2 separate regions of the Mus musculus genome follow, and region 1 is linked to region 2. A link is a contact called in public HiChIP or PLAC-seq data. All regions are on one chromosome and are shown on one strand. Each heading gives the region's core, a stretch centred on a gene start, on an enhancer-like site or on the middle of the called end of the contact. The rest is flanking DNA. Distances are from core to core; before and after follow the strand shown. Region 1 holds the start of Dsp (desmoplakin). Region 2 has its middle 21 kb from the start of Gm4035.

Region 1 (5,651 bases), core at 528-3,027, 690 kb after region 2:
AGGCCTGGAGGAGAGCGAGATGCAATGAGGTAGGTCAGGAAGCAAGGATGGCCATAAACCTACATCTGGTGGGCTGTGTTTTCCCATCTTCCCCTGCTTTGTAAATAGATTGACCAGCTGTGAGTCTGGGGAGGGGGGAGTACGGGCAGCCCAGCTACGGACTAACCAATGTGAGCACCCAGATGTGCTAGCTATCTCTGGTGGAGGAGAGCCTTTCTTGCTGTGAGGTGTTTCATAGAAGAATGGATTGTATTTAAGATGAATTTCCAGGTTGACTGTGCATCCTTTTCAGTATTGGAGAAAGGAGATCTCCAAATGGTTGAAACTGAGGTTCTACTATAGTATTTATGAGGACCGTGGCTGTGCGTTAGTCATCGTTGTCTTGCACAGTCTGATACAGGCCCTTCCATACAGTGTGTTATAGTTATCCACTGGACAAACAAGATGCATAAGAAGGAAAACATTCCGAATCAAATTCCGTGCATTATTTGCTGACGACCCAAACGTCTTCCGGATACTATGGGTTGTTTGTGTGGAGGCTGACTTGCGGATACGGATTCTATTTCTAAACAAAGCACTTTTGTCTACAAGCTCTTTGGCCAGGTGAGTTTGTTGTTAGAAACGAGAGGAAATTGATGGTAGTCGAACAGTGGCAGATATGGGTGGTTGAGCTAACCGTGGTAAACTGTTATCTCACTGTGCGTTTGACTCCTTGGATTTAAGTCGGTCTGCTCTGGGCAATCAGGAAGCAAACGTGCAAGCAAGATCTGTTGTCAAAAATTGTGTCCAAAACTTGGAAGTGTCATTGCAGAATTAGATAGGGCACATATTTAGAAAACCTCCTCTTCTCCTTTACAGCATACCAATGTAGTTTGGTATTTAGTTTTTGGGCTGCTTTAACCAGCTCATGAACATTTGAGAAATACATTGTACAAACAGGAAAGCTAACAGACATTATTCAGGGAGACAAGAAATATTTATTACCAAGATCTTTAAGTGGTGTTTACTAGAGAGCATTTAACGCCACCCCAAGTTATCTAAACAGCTTTTAATGGCTAGTGTACAGGGGTCTGTATCTAAAGTCAGTTTATGGAGACTACGGTGTAAATTGCACTCATCTGCTAACTGGGAGTGGCTTTGGAACCAATCGGTGGAATGTGTTACTCATCTGGAACGGTATCTGTTCAGGCTTCATGGGAGCAGAAAGGGACCCAAGTTGGGGCTCAGGAGTCTACAGGGGACAAACGTGCTCATGATTCTTTTAGAGAAATGGAAAACCACGTCTTGTTTCTGTTTCAGGCAAAGTCCTGCTATGAAGCCCAGTCTAGCCTTGAACTAAGTCCCTCATGACAAAATATTTCTGGAGAAGCCCTTTTCGGGATTCTCTGTTAAATTATCTTTTACACAACAGAAATCGAACTCTTGGGGCTATTTAAATAGAAGCTGGCATGGTTTCCTGGGATAAGCAAAAAGTCAACATTTCACTAGAGTCGTCCCATGGAGTGACCCTCCCAAGCCACTTTATTTCCGCCTCTTGGGGGAGTAGGAAATCCTCCAAAGGTGTGCCACTGTGGCTCCTAGAGCCTGAAGCAAGTCCCGCGGGGTCGCAGCCCTCCGACGGGGATCCAGTCGCCAGGTCCCCGCCCCTCGCCTCTGCTCAGGCTTCGGTGGCGCAGGGCGGAGCCGCAGGTTGGGGAGGGCGGCCCCAGGCGTCGGTGACACGCGGGGGGGAGGGCGGGGGAGGCGAGGCAGCCGCACCTCGCCCTGGGAAGAAGCCGACCAGGTGTGGCCTGGGCGCCGGGTGCCAGCGGGGAGGAGACTCGCACCGCCTCGACCAACACCAACACCCAGGCGCGACCCAGCTCCTCTGAGCCCTCGCTGCCCTCCGAGCCACAGCTCCACTCCGGTTCCCGCGCCTAGCCAGTCGCCGTCCCCGTCTCCGCCCTGCTGGAGCGCTGAGCCCTCGCCAGTCCTCCGCGTTCCGCGCTCCTCTCCCGGAGTCCCTCGCGTGCTCCGAGGCGACGCCTCGCGTATGCCGCGGCGCTGAGCGGCTCTCTTGAGTGACCGCAGACATGAGCTGCAACGGCGGCTCCCACCCGCGGATCAACACGCTGGGTCGCATGACCCGCGCGGAGTCCGGCCCGGACCTGCGCTACGAGATGACCTACAGCGGTGGCGGCGGCGGGGGCGGCGGGGGCGGCGGCGGGGGCACCAGCAGGACGTTCTACTCCCACTCCCGGCGCTGCACCGTCAACGACCAGAACTCCGACGGCTACTGGTGGGTATCAGCCCGCCGCCACCTAGCTCAGTCCCAAATCTTGGGTCAGGTAGTGGCCCGCCTCCTGGGCCAACCAGGAAACCCAGGTCTAGGCCGAGGAAAGTGCTTTGCCCCGGGTCACGGAAGCGCAGGAACGGGTGTCCCTACGCCCAGCGCTAGCCAGTGAGAACAGGGAGCTTGGGTGTGTGCTGGGACCCAGGCGACAGTCCTACCGTGAGCCTACGCAGGGTCCCACGGTCCTCACCTCTCTTCTATCCTAGAAGCGGCTCTTTTCCACCTCCACTGTGTAGGGGAGCAATGGACGGCAGGGACGCAGGTCTCTCCTTGGTCGTACCCTCTTCCTCCCCACCCCCGGTTGTCCCTTGCAAAGTGGACCCAGCTGTGATTGCCTTTGTTCCAGACCGCAGGTGGGAGGTCGGGCTAGGCGGAGCTGCGGCCCCAAAACCCAGCTTTCAAACTAACGAAAAATAAAACTTGTGAAGGGGTGGAGTTCCCTTTGCTGCCCGGTGGCCTCGGAGGGACTCAGGACTTGCAACTCATGGTCACCCCAGGGCGACGGCGGCGGAGGCCCTTAGGTTATTGGCCACCCGAGGGTATCTGCATGGAAGTTACACCCTCCACGGAGCCTGAAAGTCCCCTGTCACGCAAATGGGTTCCTTTGTAGGGATAGCCTCTGGGCACGGGCTGCAAACTTGGTCTGTTCCGCTCGCTCCCCTTTCCCCACTCTGGCCACTTGGTCACCGGGATCGCACCGGAGGCTCCGCACCTTTAAAAAAAAATCAGCCTAGTCTCCTGGAGACTTTGTAATAATTGTGGCTCTGGGCTCAGTATTAGTCATCTCTTTGATCTGTATAAAATGGGCTCCAGCTCTGGCTGAGAGGGTGACCCTGGAGAAAGCACTGTGGCGCCCAGGATTAGGAGCTGCCGAGGAACCCACGGCACAAAGGGCTGGGTCCTCTTCCCGGGATAGTCGGGTAAATACAGCGAGGGAGTCACTGGTGGGTGGGAGAAGGTAATGAGCATCCTTTCACACGGTCCCCACAGCTGCTTTCTGCAAGCCCACGTGAGCCGTGAGACTTTTGCGACCCGCCCCTTCCCAGCCCTACCTCGGTCGCGCCTCTGGAGGCGGCCGCCCCACTACCTTAATACTTCGCAGCGCAGTGGCCGCAGGCGGAGGAGGAGAAACCTAATGGCTCCGATGGCGTTTTGTTTTGCAAGCAGTTTTAGAGATCCGACAGTCCTTCCAGTTGCAACTCGTTTTCTGTTTAAATTTATTTATTTCTCAGGCAGCAGGATACCTTTTCTCATTAGAGATCTTTGTTTTCTTAACAAATTGTGTCCCAGGATTTTGAGGAACGATTGTTTCCGGCAACACCAAGTTTAAAAACTTGGTTTTAAAGTATATTTTAAAGTTTGGCGAGCCACCAAAATCTCAAATGTACTTTTGTGTCTTAGCCTTCCCGGAATTCAGTAGCCTATTCTTTTCAATGTGTGGATTACATAATTAAAGTCTGGATCAGAATATGGAAGAATTCTTTAGCAGTTCTTTTCAACACTTTATGAACCAAGTTATTGTTATTATTAATCTTACTATTTAGTCTGATTCTACTAGCCTAGGTTTCTTAGCATTTGTTATTTTTGCTTTACTGGGAATCAGACCCAAGGCCTCACACGCAGTAGGCAAGTATTCTACTCCTGACCTACACCCTCAGCCCTCTTACAGTGACAGCTATCAGTGCCTAGTAATTGGTTAATTTACTTCCTTAGTTTCTTATCATCTTATAGAGAAGCAATATTTTTAATTTATTCATTAATATGGGAGCTGTGTAAAGATAAATGTCTTATTAGGGTTCTTCCCTAAAACACTTAATTTGGAGAAAAACGATATTTTTTGTCCTTCAATATTTCTGCGTCCCCCCTCCCCCAACCTGTCAAGCTCTATATGATCCGGAAGGCAAAACAGACAGAAGTGGAAAATTACCTCACTTTGAGAAAGGATTCCCCCCCCCCCCCCGCCCCCCAGGATTGACATTAGTCAGTGGCCCTGCAGGGTGTCAGAGGTGGCCAGTGACTCAGAGGCTATCATTCTCTTGAGACCCAGGTGATAGAGTCCTCCCACTCTCCTGCCTCCCCCCCTCCCCCAGCCCGTTGGACCTGTCCTAGTGCTCAATAGAAAATAGCCCATGAATGCTGAGTTCTGCATTTTCAGTTCATAGAGACTAAGCAGAGAGTCAGGCCCTGTACCCGGACCTGTTTTTCTGGTAACATTTTAGTTTTGTGTGAAGGGAGCTGTTTGCTCATCACTTATGTTTTGCAGATGTAGGAGGCCCTGTCTGCCCAAGAGAGTTGGAAACCTCTGCTAAGTGAATGGTTAAATAATATTCACGGCTTTTTTTCTCCTCTCTCTACAAAAATCAGCATGGAGACTACTAGTTGAATTTTAACTTATTTGAATCTATGGGTTGAATTGATACAAATGAAATAATGTTTGAAATAAGTGTGTGTAACTCTTCTTTACGTAAACAAGTCTTGATAGAGAACTCAGATCTTATTTTTTGCTGTTGAAATCACCGGGAAATGTGTCTCCTCTGTGTCTTTTCCACAGCTAACTTTTGGCTACTTTCAGAACAGTTTGAGATCACATGTACACTGTAAGGCCGTCTTCCCTACCACCCCCACCCCCCTCCTATCACCACCTGCTCTGTGTGTCTTTATTTTAGGTTAGATGGGAGCTATAATCACTTTAACTTTTCCTTGTGTTCCACTTAAGGAATAGTAAGTCTTACAGGCTTGGTAATATAAAAGGCAGGAAGTTTGAAAAGAAACTTTAGAGTTTTTTTTTTTTTTTCTTTGCATAAGACATCATATTAATGCTCTTTTCAGTCAAAGCAGAATTTCTGGAGTATTTTCTTGTAGCTTATATAAAATACTAACCACCAAAGTATTTTCGTCACCAAAGTAACCAGAGCTCACGCTCAGCTCTATCACCGACCAAAGGGTAGATTTTTGTAGGATTCAAAGTGGTAGGCAGTAAGCTTCAGAAGTATGTGGCTGTAGTTGTTAAGGCTTGTTCTAGTCCAGATCTCATTACTTCAAAGCCGAAACAGGGCCTGAGAATATGCTCAAGGGACGAGCCCTTGCTTAGTACACTACACTCTCAGCAGAGCAAAACAAAATAATAATAATAATTAATAAACAACAACAACAATAATAATAATAATAAAGAAAATCAGAACTAGCAAGAGCAAGCCTCTACACTCCAGAGTGAATAGAGTGTTGAGGACCACACAGCCTCACCCGGCTCTCCCCAAGTTGACTTCTAGGCTGGACAGACCTGTACTGCTACCTGTTAATGTATGTAACATTTCCATGT
Region 2 (6,394 bases), core at 3,478-5,977:
GAAAACCAGAGGTGGGGGTTAACTGTGTGCCTGTGTATCTATCCAGGAGGGAGGAGTCTAACCAGGTCTGCCCTGGAAGGCGAGGTATATCCGGAAGGGAGTGATCTAGCTAAGGCAGCAGAGCCTAGCAAATAGGGTGTGGCCTGGCCAGGGGGGTGGAACTGAGTCAGAAGGCAGAAAACATGGTCTCTAGCACGGGCGGCGAGGGAGTCCAGTGAGGGATGGTGTCTAGCCAGGAAGATGGAACTGAACCAAAGGAGGACAGACAGGTCTATGAAAGAGAACGGTCTCTCCAGAGTGTTGTGTTTGGAAGTCTGGAATGTTGCATTCACCATGCTTGACCTTGGACCACCCATAGCAGAGACCAAAGGCAAGAGAGTTCTGCTAGGCTATGGGCAAAGTCAAGACAGAGGAGCCAGGAGAGATGGAGAAGTGGGGAGGAGATGGAATCTCGGACTTGGGGGATGGGATAGGCAGGTAGTCCCCATCAAGCGAGGGAGGGCATACCCCCATGAGCACACTGCTTAGATCAATTGCATCTTGCTAAGGTAGAAATTTAGTGTAGGGGGAAATTAGATTTATATGGCAATAAACACATTCTACTGATTTGTAAGAAATGGAGAAAAAAGTCACCACCACCACCAGGCAGCATCAAAAGCTCGCAAAGATTTTTCTGAAGCTGTTTCCCAAGATTCATGTCTTTCTATGATGAGGCCCGTTTAAGAAAACGAGCTGAGACGATCCTTTGGCTTAGGAAATGGCTACCTGGCTTGATTCCGCAGACCTTTGGTGGACCTCCTTCCCAGCACCTCTGCCTTATGGCCTCAAGAGGGCGCTGCTCCACTTCCTAAACTCCCCAAAGGCAGCTGATGCCCTTGGGAGGCCTCGCCCTCAGTGTTCCTGCAGACATTTAAAGGGGAACACGCACAGAAAGAGACAAAAAATACAGTTTAACGCCTTAGCCTCTTACACGTGGTCCTCACAGGAACAACGGTAACACCAACTAGGAGCTTGCAGAATACGCCACGCCCCCACCACTGCCCCGACAGGCTTCTGTTTGAAATTATCAACATCTTAACGAGGTTCTCCTGGGACCTCTCTATACAAATCCACTTTAGAGAAGCAATGGCCTCGCCAACAAGGTGCTATTTCTTGATTATCTGCCCTTTCTTCTCCCCACCCCCCACCCCCCAACAACTTGGGCACTGCCTCTATAGCAGCCATCCCCAAGAACATTCTCTCAGACCTTACCACAGCTTAAACTCAACATTTAGTCTGTCCTTTCCAAGAGGAAGGTGCTTCATTTTAAGAAGCTAGGGTTTTGTTTTGGTTTTTTGTTTCTGTTTTTGTTTTTTTCTTAAGAATTATAAAGTTATTTTTGCTGTGACTTTAGTTACTTTTCTTGTGGCTGTGACAAAGTATCCGACCTTAAAGACACACCTTAAAGGAGGGGAGGTTTATTTTGGCCCATCTTCAGAGGACAGTCCATCTCCACAGGAAGGCATGGCAGAGACTCAAGGTAGCAGATAATCTTGGATGAGGTACAGAGGTGGACAGGCCTAAGACAGGACTGAGCTGCAATGCTCCAGGCCGGTCCCCCCTGCCCCGTCCTCCAGCTGGATTGTAGTTTTCAAAGGTTCTAAAGATTCCTCCAACAGCTGTGGGCCAAGTGTTCAACATAGGAGCCCGGAGGTGGGGGGAGTGGGCATGGCGGGGGATATTACAGGCTTAAACTATAACAAACCCCAAAACTGAATGCTTCAAAATTAACAGCATTTCTCTATCTTCTGGCTCCTATGAGCCAGGAATCTAGGTGTGGTTTAGCTGGAGACCTCTGACAGAGGTTGCAGTCTGCATAGGTTTGGGGCCTTAGTCATGCAGGGCTGTACCAGAGGGCAGCTCGTGTGAATTCCAGCTCACTCACCGGGAAGTCAGCAGGCTTTAGGACATCACTACCTCACTTCCCTGTCACTGAGCCATCCATCACTGTTAGCCATTGTCCCTTAGAGCAAGAATGCTGCAAGGGCTGGGGAAGGGACCCAGAAGCCAAGCAAAAGAAACAGGACATAAAAGCTTGGAAGTACCCTCCCATCAACTCTGACACACGCTCCTGGTTAGGTCTGAGTCATTAGGCGCAGCCCAGGCTTAAGGGGAGAGGATAACACAAAATCCGAAATTCCAGGAATTGGGGCTCACAGGACCATCTTTCAGGGAGTGATGTCACAGCTAGAGCCATGCCTCAACAAGGCAACTGCATCAGCACACAAGAACGTGACCTTTACTGTCACAGCCAAGGATGTCCTACAACCTGTAACAGGACATTGATTCTCCTTTAACCATGGCTTCCCAAGTGACTGTACATTAGAATATCCAGGGATCTAAAAAGAGCAAATGCCCAGGTCCTACCCAAGACCCTTGAACCAGGCAGGTGTGGGCCATTTGTTTGATTTTTCTGTTTCTTTTAAAATCTCCAGCCTGATTCTTTTGCACAGTTGGGGGTGAGATTAAAAAAAAAACCCAAATGATAAATAATTGTTGGGCCTGTGGTGATAGTCACTGAGGGAGAAGATGTAGGGCCTGGCAGCTTAGATTTCTGTGAGAGACCAGTTGGGAAAAGGAAAATAATCTAGGGAGATAAAGAGGAGGTGGGGGAGGGAAGGAGAGGGGGAGGGGAAGGCAGAGGGGAGAGGGAGCAGGAGAGGGGGAGGGGAGGAAAGGGGGCAGGGGAGGAGAGGGAAAGGGAGAGGGAGAGGGAGAGGGAGAGGGAGAGGGAGAGGGAGACGGAGAGGGAGAGGGAGAGGGAGAGGGAGAGGGAGAGGGAGAGGGAGAGGGAGAGGGAGAGGGAGAGGGAGAGGGAGAGGGAGAGGGAGAGGGAGAGGGAGAGGGAGAAGGAGAGGGAGAGGGAGAGGGAGAGATTGGCCTTAAGGAATCCTGGGATATTTGGGGGATAAGCAGATAAAGAGTGACAAGAGATGAGGAAGTTGTTACAATTGCCACCAAAACAAGGCCACCAGAGAGTTTCGATGCAACACTTGCAAGAGAGACAAGGAGGTAGGGATAATTGGGTCATGCTCCTCTTCCAGCACTTGTGATGCTGAAGCAGGAGGATTGCTGCCTTCATAGGCAACCTGAGCTAGAGAAGAAGCCCCAGGTCCTTGAGACCCCATATCACCACAAGCAAACAGTAACAATAAACTAGAAACTTATCTGGAGCCAGTCCGTGAAGGCCACACACTGTGTGTGACTCCAGCCACATGATGTTCTGAGAAAGGCAAAACCAAGGAGACAGGAAAGATCCACTATTGCCAGAGGCTTAGGGGAAGCGGGGGGAGGGGCGACTGCAGCTTAAAGGGGATGGGTATCTTTTTTTTTCTTTTAAGTTTTTATGCTGTGTGAGTGTGTGTGTTGTGTGTGCATGTCTGTGTGTTACTGCATGTTCCCACTTACATGCAGAGGCCAGGGGATCCTGTTGAGTACCCAGCTGTCTATCATTCTCTGCCTCATTCCTTTGAGTCAAGTCTCTCTGTACCTGGAGCTTGGCTGGTGTCCAGCAAGCCCCAGAAGTCCTGTCTTTGCTACCTCACCACACTGGGGCTCTAGGAGAGCGTGTGACTACACCCAGCTTTTTATGTAGGTGGTGGGGATTTGAACTCAGAGCCTCATGCTTACCTTGCAAGTATTCTTATCCCCTAAGCCCTGGTAGACTCGTAGCTTAATTCACTCTCTGTGAACCCATAAACGGAACAACACCAAGACAGAGCCCTGCTGTACACTATGGCCTTTGTGTGATCACAGTCTGTCGATGTATTTATCAGTTGTGACAAATCAACCACTCCTGTTAGGATGGCAATAATGGGGGGGTGCCTGAGGGTTGTGTGGAAAATCTCTGTGCGTGCCCCTTTTCAACTGTGTGTGAGCTCGAAACGGCTCTAAAAGAAATAAAGAATTTAAAGAGATCAAAAGTTGAAAAGGAAGTCTGTTGACTTTTCTAATCGTTAGCTATACCTGCTGGCTTCAAAGAAATATGAGCCAGAAACACAGAAGACTCAACAATAGAAACGGCCCTTATCCTTTATCCCATGGTCTATAGACATAGAAGCTCAGAGCTGGAGCCGGTCCTCTCGCTTTTTACCTCATCATTTCATTTCATAGATAAAGAAAATAGGGCACAGAGAAGTCCCTCGGGGAGAGGGGAAGAGTCGATGCTGGGATTAGAACTCAGCTCCTCCAGTGTGAGCCCTCGGTTCTGATCACAGGCCACATGTGCACAGAACATCTCTTTTTCCTAAAAACAAAACAAAACAAAAACAAAAACTCCTTTGTGGAAAAAATAGGTGCATGCATATTTAAATGTGATTGTGTGCCACCAGCAAGTAGGTCAGTGCTTAATTCTCTCTAAAAATCAGCAGGTCAGTGGGTTGAAAACGTTCACCAGAGTTTAACAAACTCAGCCTGAGCCACACCTACTTGGAGAAAGGAGAGACTTGAGAACAGCCATTAGTAGCCCCTGGCTGAAGTGGCTCTGTCCACAACAGTAAAGGGCTCCATTCTTCAGGCAAAACTAACCTTGACTTCCCCTCCCTACCCCTAGCCTGCCCAATCTGTATCTTGGCCACAGTTCTTACTCCCAGGAACTGGGTCTCTCCCATTCCTGTTGCTATGACCACGAGCCTCACCCAAAGCATACCAACGCTGCAGTGTGCACAGATCTTTGGCCAGAGGCCAGGCAGATGCAGAGCAGTTGGGGGTTGGGGTGAGGGAGTGTCCTTCTCTAAGAGCTGTTGGTCCAAGACTGGTAGGGGCCTCTTTCTCTCCTGTCAGCTTGGGTCTTTCAGGGCTGTCCACTTGGCTGCCCAGCTGTGAACGAGCAGTGGTTGCTAATTTCTCTCCCCTGCACCAACTACTCAGAGCCTCTATCCCAAAACTTAAACAAAGAGCTAAGCGAGGCTGTTCCCAGGGCTCCGGATGCTGGCTGTTTACCAAACACTGAAAACTACCAGTTGCCACCAGTTCCAAACCTCTAAGCTCTTAAGAGAGCATGAAGAATGTTGTCCCTAGAGTTCTAGGCCTATTCCCGATGCTCCGGCCTGTTCTTTTTCCACCGTCTCCATCCTGTGATCCAAAATGTCTCTCCCAGAACTCAAAGACAGGGGGAGCACAGATCACAAATCAGTGGAGAACAGAGAGCCAATCTTTCCTAAAACAAACAAAGAAAACCCTTCCCGGGTGTGCAGCACACCATGAAAGCATGGGTCATCCCTGGATCGTTTGTTTTGGTGCTTGAGCTCGCTACAACTACAGAGAAGGGGAGAGCATCAGGAGTGGCCCATGAACAGCAGCAACACTCTCAACTGACATTCCTCCCTCCCTCAGGATAGACAGTCTGTTCTGTTGGCCCCAGGATGCTCCTTGGAATCCTCCGTTATGAGAACGCATCCAGAGGGACCTTATGTGAGGCAGTGAGGATGGTGCCCATCACAGGGTGAAGTGGCTTTCCCTCTGCCCCTCCAATAAGGAGCATGCCAAGTGAGAATGGCAGAGTGCTTGCCTGTTGTGTCCTCGCATTCAGAGGAGGGAGGACACTGATCCTCTCTCTGCCTAAGGAGTCTTTGTTTCATGTTTGCTAATATGCTATTGAACTAAAAAATGATAATTAAATTAATATTTAGATTCAAAATGCTTTGGAAAGGAAAGTGTTTAGCTCTTCTTTAAAAGTAATATAAAATGAATACATAGAAATAATACAGAGGCTGGGCTTAGTGAACTACACCTATGATCTCACACCAGGGAAGCAGAGACTACAGAACACTAAAAGTTCAAAACCAGCCTGGTCCCTAGAGCCAGCCCAGGCCACCTGTATAGTGAGACCTTTTCTCTAAGAATAGGTGAAAATTAAAAGTAAGATACAGAGGAATACCCCTTTAAAGCAGATGTAAATATAACCATAAATAATAACCCTAAGGTCAACGAGCAACGTGCCAAGTGATCTGTGGCTTTAAATTATCACTTCTGTGCCTAAAAAAAACAAAGACCAAAAAAATAAAACAAACAAACAAACAAAAACAACAGTTGAAATAATTTCTTCATTCTATAATTTAGATTCAAATGTTTAAAAATTGGTTTAGTTTTGACACTGAATGATGGTTACTATATTTACCTCTAAAGCTGGCAAAATGTTTTTTTTTTAAAGCCTTGAAAATAAACTTTAATATTCAGATTACACAATAAGCCAAAGTCACCAACCAATTTCACCACCACCGACTTTTGCTCTTCTAAGAGCAACAGATACAGAGGCCGGGTCATCAGGCTGAAAACACGATTCAAAAGGACAGCAAGCACCCTGCTTCCCCCATGAAAGACATCGCTGGAACACGCCCTAGATGATGTGCCCCAG

Evidence for each region. HiChIP or PLAC-seq counts read pairs in DNA pulled down with a chosen protein or histone mark.
Region 1: a FOXA1 HiChIP or PLAC-seq map of pancreatic cancer cells shows a contact between it and region 2. The contact joins the promoter of Dsp here to the enhancer-like site in region 2. A contact is called at or near these places in 3 of 39 promoter capture datasets (cranial neural crest, hippocampal neurons and liver), 3 of 484 Hi-C or Micro-C datasets (cardiomyocytes and embryonic stem cells), 5 of 115 datasets of contacts at active chromatin or transcription factors (cardiomyocytes, embryonic stem cells, extraembryonic endoderm stem cells and 1 more) and 1 of 9 other capture datasets (embryonic stem cells).

The regions. Positions count from the first base shown.
Region 1 is chr13:38,149,517-38,155,167 of GRCm38.p6, forward strand. Dsp (desmoplakin) reads left to right here and starts at 1,778. Exons shown (of 24, transcript NM_023842.2): 1 at 1,778-2,278. The coding sequence starts at 2,073.
Region 2 is chr13:37,452,479-37,458,872 of GRCm38.p6, forward strand. No RefSeq gene overlaps it. Among named protein-coding and RNA genes, the nearest start is that of Gm4035, 21 kb to the left of the region's middle. Within about 2 kb of position 4,728, at least 104 of the 459 cell types and tissues checked have an H3K27ac peak or open chromatin away from gene starts, as enhancers often do. A contact at or near this core is called in embryonic stem cells, extraembryonic endoderm stem cells, liver and 1 more, where this site is marked.